Regions from separate parts of the Mus musculus genome. Here regions 1 and 2 are each linked to region 3. A link is a contact called in public HiChIP or PLAC-seq data. All regions are on one chromosome and are shown on one strand. Each heading gives the region's core, a stretch centred on a gene start, on an enhancer-like site or on the middle of the called end of the contact. The rest is flanking DNA. Distances are from core to core; before and after follow the strand shown. Region 1 overlaps Gm29796 (a long non-coding RNA gene). Region 2 overlaps Efl1 (elongation factor like GTPase 1). Region 3 holds the start of Tlnrd1 (talin rod domain containing 1).

What was found. HiChIP or PLAC-seq counts read pairs in DNA pulled down with a chosen protein or histone mark.
Region 1: a contact with region 3 is called in an H3K27ac HiChIP or PLAC-seq map of microglia, with 5 times the contacts expected there. The contact joins the enhancer-like site here to the promoter of Tlnrd1 in region 3. A contact is called at or near these places in 2 of 39 promoter capture datasets (both in embryonic stem cells), 1 of 484 Hi-C or Micro-C datasets (uterus), 4 of 115 datasets of contacts at active chromatin or transcription factors (embryonic stem cells, epiblast stem cells, large pre-B cells and 1 more) and 1 of 9 other capture datasets (macrophages).
Region 2: a contact with region 3 is called in an H3K4me3 HiChIP or PLAC-seq map of bone marrow-derived macrophages, with 9 times the contacts expected there. The contact joins the enhancer-like site here to the promoter of Tlnrd1 in region 3. A contact is called at or near these places in 4 of 39 promoter capture datasets (the C10 cell line, embryonic stem cells, frontonasal cranial neural crest and 1 more), 1 of 484 Hi-C or Micro-C datasets (stem cell-derived motor neurons), 7 of 115 datasets of contacts at active chromatin or transcription factors (astrocytes, bone marrow-derived macrophages, fibro-adipogenic progenitors and 4 more) and 2 of 9 other capture datasets (adipose tissue and embryonic stem cells).

What each region holds. Positions count from the first base shown.
Region 1 is chr7:82,819,567-82,822,266 of GRCm38.p6, reverse strand. Gm29796 (a long non-coding RNA gene) reads right to left here. Exons shown (of 3, transcript XR_378297.3): 2 at 2,437-2,613. Among named protein-coding and RNA genes, the nearest start is that of Gm29796, 10 kb to the right of the region's middle. Within about 2 kb of position 1,411, at least 15 of the 459 cell types and tissues checked have an H3K27ac peak or open chromatin away from gene starts, as enhancers often do. A contact at or near this core is called in microglia, where this site is marked.
Region 2 is chr7:82,690,237-82,692,936 of GRCm38.p6, reverse strand. It overlaps Efl1 (elongation factor like GTPase 1), which reads right to left. Exons shown (of 20, transcript NM_175317.3): 13 at 323-474; 14 at 1-107. Among named protein-coding and RNA genes, the nearest start is that of Efl1, 43 kb to the right of the region's middle. Within about 2 kb of position 1,341, at least 95 of the 459 cell types and tissues checked have an H3K27ac peak or open chromatin away from gene starts, as enhancers often do. A contact at or near this core is called in bone marrow-derived macrophages and pro-B cells, where this site is marked.
Region 3 is chr7:83,883,078-83,885,994 of GRCm38.p6, reverse strand. It overlaps Tlnrd1 (talin rod domain containing 1), which reads left to right and starts at 1,654. Exons shown (of 1, transcript NM_030705.4): 1 at 1,654-2,917. The coding sequence starts at 2,774. It also overlaps a transcript of Mesd not described here.

The DNA.
Region 1 (2,700 bases), core at 162-2,661, 1.1 Mb after region 3:
TAATGTGGTGTGTGTGTGTGTGTGCATGTGATGTGTGTGTGTGTGTGTGTGTGAGTGAGTGTATGTGGTGTGTGTCTCTGTATGTGTGGTATGTCTCTGTGTGTATGTCTCCGTGTCCCTGTCACTTCTCTGTGCCTCTGTGTATCTATGCCTATGTGCCTGTGCATGCATATGTAGCTTTCACATGTTAAAACAAAAGAAAACAAAAATGAAGAACAATGTCTTGGAGGGAAAATTTGCAGTGGATAAGGAAGACCAAGAAGTGATGTCTTACACATACAGCCCTCATAAAAGCAGTCCTGAAAAGCACTAAGGCACTGGGAATTAATTAAGAGGCAAGTGATGGTCCGAAAACTCACCACAGTGAGTGAAAACACAATTAGTACACAACACAGCCAAACGTTCAGCTCATTGGGAACGAATAGCAACTAAAGCTCAGGGAGAGGAGTACAACCAGAGGTAAAGTAAGGTCTCTGTTAAGGAGAGGCTGCTGTGTGGAGGAGAGCTGGGGGTGGGGAAGGGGCTGTCCTGGTGTTCCAGCACTGTCTGTGAGATTAGATTCCTGCACCCTTAGCCTAGCAAAGCTACCTGCGCTTTGCCACCACCTTGTGCTGGGCCCTTTCCACTGGAGATCTTGGAAGGGATGTGTACTGATGTGAGATAAATAATCAAGACCTTCCCACCTGCCAGTCCTGCTTTCTGGGAAGCTCACCTTAGCCCTGGGGGCCACTTATATGCAATGAAGAAGAAGCACTTAGAGGCCTCTAAACGGCCTCTGCAATCCAGGACATTCTACATTGATCATTAGTCCAATGGTAAAAAGCTGAAAAGACCTCCCCGTACCCTCCATCTGTGAGCTTCCACGTTTCATTTATCAGATTCCATGGGTCTTTCAGAAAACATCCATCTTTCTCCTAAAATGTTTTTCCTTTCAGTAACGTATTTATAATAATATTAAAACATAAGTCTATGCTAAATATCTGTGAGATTCAGCATTGACCCTACAGGTCCCAGCAAGGAGGCTCATGAACATAACTTTACCATTATAAATACGTTGAGAAATCATTCCTAACTCTTCACTGCTGGGCTACGGGAAAGTAAGTACTCAGCTCAGCAGGAAGGGCCAAGGTGAGCTAAGGCTAGCTCACAAACTGATCGGATGCCTAGGAGCAGACACACCCTTCCTTTACCATTCAGCCCCAGGTCTGTGACAGCTCTGTCTCCTTACCACACTTCCCAGAGAGCAGGCCAGGTATCTGTCTTTCCCCTTTGGTTTCTGTCCTTTTGGAAACCTGGCTTCTGCTCTGGTCTGAGAGGTTGTCTCCTAACATCGTATGCACATGCAGGAGCAATCAGGACTCCCAACTGCTCTATTTGTGAACTGCAGGCTGTGTTAGTGTGGCCATGTGACACAGGGGCCCCAAGTCTGTAGTGGATATGACAACCAGGAGCAACTGCACACACTTCCTTCCTGCACCCCAAATATGTGCTTCTTCCTTTATGTCGCACTGCAGATCTTTGTTGAAAAACAAAAAGAAGACAGCACGGGTCAGCAGGCCTGGGTGTTCATGTACACAGTCCGTATAGGAGAGGCTGCTGTCTGGGTGGTCCTTGTTCTCACTCGAAAGCCTTGGTCTTCCTTCCCTGCCTCCTTACGGCTAAACTAGAAACCTCAGTCATGAGGTGTAAACTCACAAAAACAGAGATGAGACATCGGCTCTTCTAACTGGGGAACACCCACGTGTCCACTCTACATCAGTACTGCCGTACACTAGAAGGTGCTGGTCACCTCCTAGAATTTCTCTGCCCCTGCATTACTTTTTTCTTCACTTCCTTTCTTCCTTCCTTTCCTGTTTTTCAAGTGCTGTGATAAAACACTGCCCCAAAACAACATGGGACAAAAAGTGTTTAATTTCCACTTATAATTCCCAGGTCACACTTTGTCAGTGAAGGAAGTCAGGGCACAAACTTAAGGCAGGAATCTGGAGGCAGGAACCAAAGCAGGGGCCATGGAGGAGTGGTGCTTACTGGGTAGCTCTCCAGACTCCTGTTCAGCTTCGTGTCTTATACCTCCCTGCTCAGAGGTGGTACCACTCACTTAGAGCTGGGCCTCTCACATCAACCATTCATCAAGAAAATGCACTGACGCCCCAGGCATGCCTACAGGCCAATCTGATGGAGGCATTTTCTCAACTGGAGCTTCCTCTTCCTGGTGGCTCCCATTTGTATCCAGTGGAAACACTAACCAGGACATCTTTCTTTCTTTCCTTTTAATTCTCTTCCTGTGAATGAAAGAATGGAGCCTCAGAGTCCTCACTGCCTTAGTGCGCCCATGCTAACCATCCCAGCTGATGGACCCTCCATACATTCATGCAATATGCTGACCACAGGAGGCTGCTCTGAATCCATCCTTCCCAGGACCTGAACGGTACTCACGCACGGTGTCCACAGAGCTCCACCTTTGTGGGACCAGATACTCCATCATGCTCCAGTGCATTGGAACTGTGGAGAGCAATGACGTTTTGCCATTCAGCTGGGCAGGCACAGCACACAGCACGGCAAGTGGAAGAAGGAGAGGCATGCAGGTCAGACATTCGAGGAGCCCCTAAGCATCTGGAATCAAAGCCCCCAGAAGAACAGAGTAACTAGGGAGTAGACAGAAGACTGCCAGACTGACCTCCAGGCTGGCCACCCAAGGCA
Region 2 (2,700 bases), core at 92-2,591, 1.2 Mb after region 3:
TCGAGCTATGCCACTGAACACACGAGCAAATGCGATGAAGGCCTCTTGGCTGCTTTCCTCCTGGGAAACAGGCTGGCGGCTTACACTTGCCACATCTGGTTCATCACCTGCCAGGCACAAAAAGATATTCAGTGCCACAAATGCTTACTTCAACCAAGTAACTGTTCCTATGTACTGAAGAAATAGTGAACATGAATATCTGGTCTGATAATAGAAACAATATTGATAAAAACAATGACAAAGTGAAAATATGAGGGACAATGTACCAAGTTAAGCAAAAATGTCAAATAGTTTCCACTAAGACCTTTTAGGAATGCTGTACCTCTTGGCTCATCTTCATGGGGACTTGTTTCAAGGGCACCTCCATCCTGGGTGGGTCCCTGGGATGTTTGCCCCTGGGCTGCTGCAAGCTTCTCTGCGTGCCTCTGTCTTGCCCGTTCCCGTCTCTGGGCCATTTCTTCTTGAGTGAGAGGCCTACAGGATATGTTATGATGTTATAATATATTATGATGATCACAGTATTTTATGATGTGGCAGCATCAAACACCTCTCATCTCTCTTTTGAAAACAAGTGCTCATATGACTGTAGAAGTGATGACCAGTACCAAGTACCCCACTGAGGCTTATCCAATTTCTCTCCAGCAAAAACTGTAGTGAAAGAAGGCTCTCCGGCCCACTACGTCCCCAATGGCTTGGAGCTTATGAACTGGTGCACAAGTGCCCATGGCCCCAAGTACCACCAAGTGCAGTTACACAAAGCCTTCCACAGAGTCAGTGTTTCTTCTGGTAGAGGCCAACAAGGAGAAGGAAGAGGATGGTTAACAGGCACCAAGGCTCAAAACACCCTGGAGAGTATGCAAACAGCCACTATGAAATGAGGTTTTCTTTTTAGTTCAAAAGTGTGTCATATTATTCCATTAGCAATAATGGAATAATGGTTTGTTTCTTTTTCCTTCATGAAAAGCGACTCTCATTTCTATCAGGACACAGAAAAGGTACTTAGAGACTGAGCATTTGGTTAGGAATCTGGGTTTGGAAGGCAGAAACCAGGCAAGGGAAGTGACCCAGGAGTCGTCTCCCTTTAAGCAGGCATTCCCATGAATACTCCCCACTCCCTGCACGTTTAACCCCAGCACTGAGTAGCAGCAGTCCTGGCCCTGGAGTTGGTAGACCGTGGCATACCCACCACTGTATTGGCTGAACATCCAGACGCTCAAGCATAAGCTTGAGCAACAGGGGCAGAGCTGCACTACACTGTCTGCCTCCCTCCACACTGTCTCTTGCCTTTGACATTACACTTTCTATTTCACTCTGTAAACCATACTGTGAAACCAGCCTCAGTCTCATCTCCCACACTGCCTTGCTTCCTTCCTCTTTCTCTTACAGCTCCAGAGGCTACAGATAGGCTACACTGTGCACATAGATAGGTACTGGGCACAGGCACGGTTGGCCTGTCTTCTAAGGAGCCACATGCTCCTGGAGCTAATGATATCCTACCTCAGACTGTTCACTGCTGTGCTCTTCAGGATCCTGCCAGCTAGATGGAAACTCGTGCTATCTATCTTCCAGACCCAGGATCTGGGCCTCTGAGCCAGACCCCGCTCACTATAGGTAGTCAAAGTGAGAGACCTCAGATCACTGGCCAGAGACTGACCATCCCTGCAGGAAATGGCTCCTCTTCATGGGAACCTCTAAACGCCTGTAAAGACAGGATGCACACTGCTTCCTTACAACGGTAAGCTACAGATGCTGTTCTGCCTTCTGCAGCAGTGTCTGATTTGTCCACTTCCTGCCTCCTTCTTTGCCATCATCAACAGCCATATCTTCCACTCCTGCTCTTCTGGCCCAAGCTACATACTTCCTCTGCAAGTTTATTTGACTCAGTCTTTTGCTAAAAGAATGCCCAAGAATAAAATCCGTGATTGGCAGTACACATGTGTAATCCCAATGCCAGGGAAATGGAAGACAGAGGAATCCCAGCCTAGCCTAATTGCCGAGCTCCAGATCAGTGAGAGATCTGTCTTTAAAACAAAAACAAGGTGGACAACATCTGAGGAATGACACAGATAAAAGCTTAACTGATAAATACACACACACACACACACACACGCTCATACTCATACACACACACAAGTATATGAAAGTATGAACTGAAACACAAATGCAGAACACAGTATTCACTGTTACTATCACTTAAGAGTCGAGGAGTCTGGAGAGAACTGCTCTCCCTAATGGGCTCATCATTGGTCTGTCCTCCGTGCTTACCACTGTACATGTAGTACAGCACAGTAACCATCACAGCAGTTAAGGGACGCACACTGTACATCACCACTTCACACACAGGAAGACAGAGACTTAGGAAGCTTAAGAAAGTTGACTCAAAGTTTAATGGATACTATATGAGCCACAATTCAAGTGTAATTTGTTGGGTCCAAACTCCACAGTCACCATCTTCCAGTCAGTAAAAATTAAAAATCACCATCTTAAGAAAAAGAAATTTAATTTTAGCTTTGGTTAAAAAAAGAAATATAATTTTATTAAATACTAAAGCCCAAGTTCATGGCATGGCACAGAATCACCATTAAGTTGATATTGGTACTGTACCCCCATAGTCTTGGAACTCAGTAGACTGCCAAGTTTGAGGCTAGGAGGTTGTTTGCTTGTTTGTTGTTTGTTTGTTGTTTGTTTTGGACAACTTAA
Region 3 (2,917 bases), core at 405-2,904:
AGTGACACTATCTGAAAAACGAAGCCTTGGTGGCAGGCACCTTTGCCTGCTGAGCTATCTTACTGGTCCCTCTCTTAGGTTCTCAGAGTTAAGGAAACTATTTTTTAGGATTCACTGCTATTCCTGGGTTACCAGGGAGGAAGTAGCCCTATAGAATTCTTGTTAAGAGAGCCATTGGTTTTACTGGCTTCAGTTTGCAGAGACAGTTGGTTCACCTAAAATCTAAAGCATCTGCAAGGGCATTTTTTTTTAATTATTATTTTTGATTATGAGTAGGGCGGCTATCCAGGTTTTTACCGGTTGTTCCTCATTAACTTATATTAATAACTTGACTCATAATTTATTCTGTAAACTATTGGGGTTTGGACGATAAATTTGAGGCCATCCAACTTATAAATAACACTTATAACTGGCTTAAAAATGTAGGACGTGGAGGTCCTACGAAGAGACAGAAGAACAAACATTTCCATTGGCTGAGCACACACTGGCAGTGCTGGGCACCAGCAGAAGACTTCAGGGCTCTTGAGAGAGTGCTTTACTGGGAGGAGGCCCAGGTGTTCCAGGAGTTTCTGGCAGACAAGGTCTGCACAAAGAAAGGGAGTGGGTGTGGCCAGTGGGTTTAGGGGACCTTCTCTTTTAGCCACTGCTGTTGTTAAGAGCCTAGGGAGTCACTTAGTCCACCTGGCCACAAAGCCCTATGGCACAGGCCTACAATCACCAACTACAGACCCTGAAGGAGGATCGCCAGAAGTTCAAAGCCTGTCTGCACAGTTAAATTAATAAATAAAAAGTACAGTAGCTCAAGGTCCTCCGTTTAATTCCTCGTTACAGGGCGGGGAGCCATCTGGGCCACCAGTTTCCCAGCCTGTAACCCAGAGATAACAGTGTTTACCTCCAGAGACTGGCTCTTTACTTAACAATGGTTGCTATTATTCCATTATATAGATGGAGTCAGGAAAGGGCGAACTGCTGATCAAGGCACATTGGAATTCTAGCCAGCTGGAACCGAGGTCACCATACACTACCTGACTACAGTAACTTGGGAGAGAAAACTTGCCCAAGGTCACACAACTCCTAAACGGCTGGGGGGGGGGGGGGTAAGACCAACCTCAGGGAGGGTCTATCACTGAGTCAAACAAGCTGTGGGGACTCAAGCGTGATCAGAGCTCCTTTTCACTGTTTCACGGAAACCCACCCACAGGAGAGGGTCCAACACAACAAAGGGCGGAGGAGGGCTTGCAAAAGTCATCGAATCTCAGAGGTGACTGGAATCCGGAGGCGGTGGGGAGATCCCGGGAGTAATGAGTGGCATCCTCCCCAAGCAAGCAAAACAGATCACCTTTTACACTAGCTCCCTCGGCAGGGAGGAAGCATCGAGTCCTGGGGCATGCTGAGAGCTTACGTAAGGCCACTAGCGGCTGCGCCCCGGTGTCCCCAGGGTATACACAGCGCCTGGGCGCGGAGCGAGGGCGGGCCTTCCCCACCACACACGCTTCCCAGCCTCTCCGGATGCAGGGACCACCGGCCCCAGGGCCGCAGCGTCGGGGCTGGGCGCGGCGTCCTCCCACGGCCCCCAGCTTCCCGGGGGAGGAGCAGCGCATCGCGCAAGCATCCGGGATCGGCGGAGGGGGCGGGAGGAAGGGCGAGAGGAGGAAGCGGGATTTAAACGAAAGGCGGTGACGCCACACAAAAGATTCCTATAGGCTCCGGGGAGGTTACGGCCGAGGTGGCGGCGGCGAGCCGGGGGCGAGGCGGACGCCAGGAGGCGAAAACTGCAACCGTGCGCGGGCAGGCGGGTGTCCCCTGGCCTGCGGTCTCCTCCCTTCCTTTCAGTTGCTCGGAGGTCGCTCGGAAGTTGCTGGTTGACAAACATGGCAGGAGTCCGGGCCCGGGTCGGCCTCCGCGACGCCGCGCTCACCTTCTGAGCCGACCACCCTGGGGCGTCGGATGCGCGGGGCCCGCGGGCTCTGCGGGGAAACACAGATGGAATCTCCACGACAGCCGGTCGCCGGCCGCAGGCCATTCAGGAGGGGAGGGCGTGCCGCCGCGGCGCCGGGCCGCGCACTCTGAACCGCCAGGCGGGAAGGCGCGGCCGCCCAGCACCCTGCGTTGCAGCCTCCCGCCCGACTGACTCCGCGCGGCCGCCACAGAGCCAGCCACGCCCTCGGCCCAGTGGCCGCCCAGCGCCCTAAGAGCCGGAGCAGGAGATGCGGCCGCGCGCCCCCGGGCGTCAGCTCCGGCCGCCGTCGCCAGCCTGTACCGTCTGGCGGGGTCGCCGCCCCTGAAGCCCACGTGCGCTGCTGAGCCGGATAGCCGCAGCGCAGCGGCTGACAGCAAAGCCTGCCGGGGCCGCCGCCCGCGCTCCTCTAGGAGCAGAGGATTTTGATTTCAAAGGAAGGAAGGAAGGAAGGACAACTCCCAGCCTCCCCGTCCCGCCCTCTCCGCTCCGGCGGCCCGGCCGGCCATGCCCAGGAAGGTGGCGACAGCCCGGCAGCGGGGACTTTTCTGGTAGGCTAGTGAAGAGGGGCGCGGACTAGGAGTCTGCCGTGCCCCGGCTCACGGTTCCCGCGAGCTACACAGCGCCCCGAAGAGCTTGCCGCGGGCTTGGGCCCGCCCTGCGACGCCCGGCCACCGGCCGCCGCCACCCGGATCTCTGTGCCCGCCGCGGTGGGTGGCATGATGGTGCGCGGAAGGCAGCGCGGCCCTGGCCAGCTGAGTCGCGGCGGCGGTGGTAGCGGGCTCCCCAGCGGCATGCCAGTGCCCCCTGGGCGCGATGGCTAGCGGCAGCGCCGGGAAGCCCACTGGCGAGGCGGCTTCTCCGGCTCCTGGGAGCGCCGTCGGCGGGGCCAGCTCGCAGCCGCGGAAGAGGCTGGTATCTATCTGTGATCACTGCAAGGGCAAGATGCAGCTGGTGGCC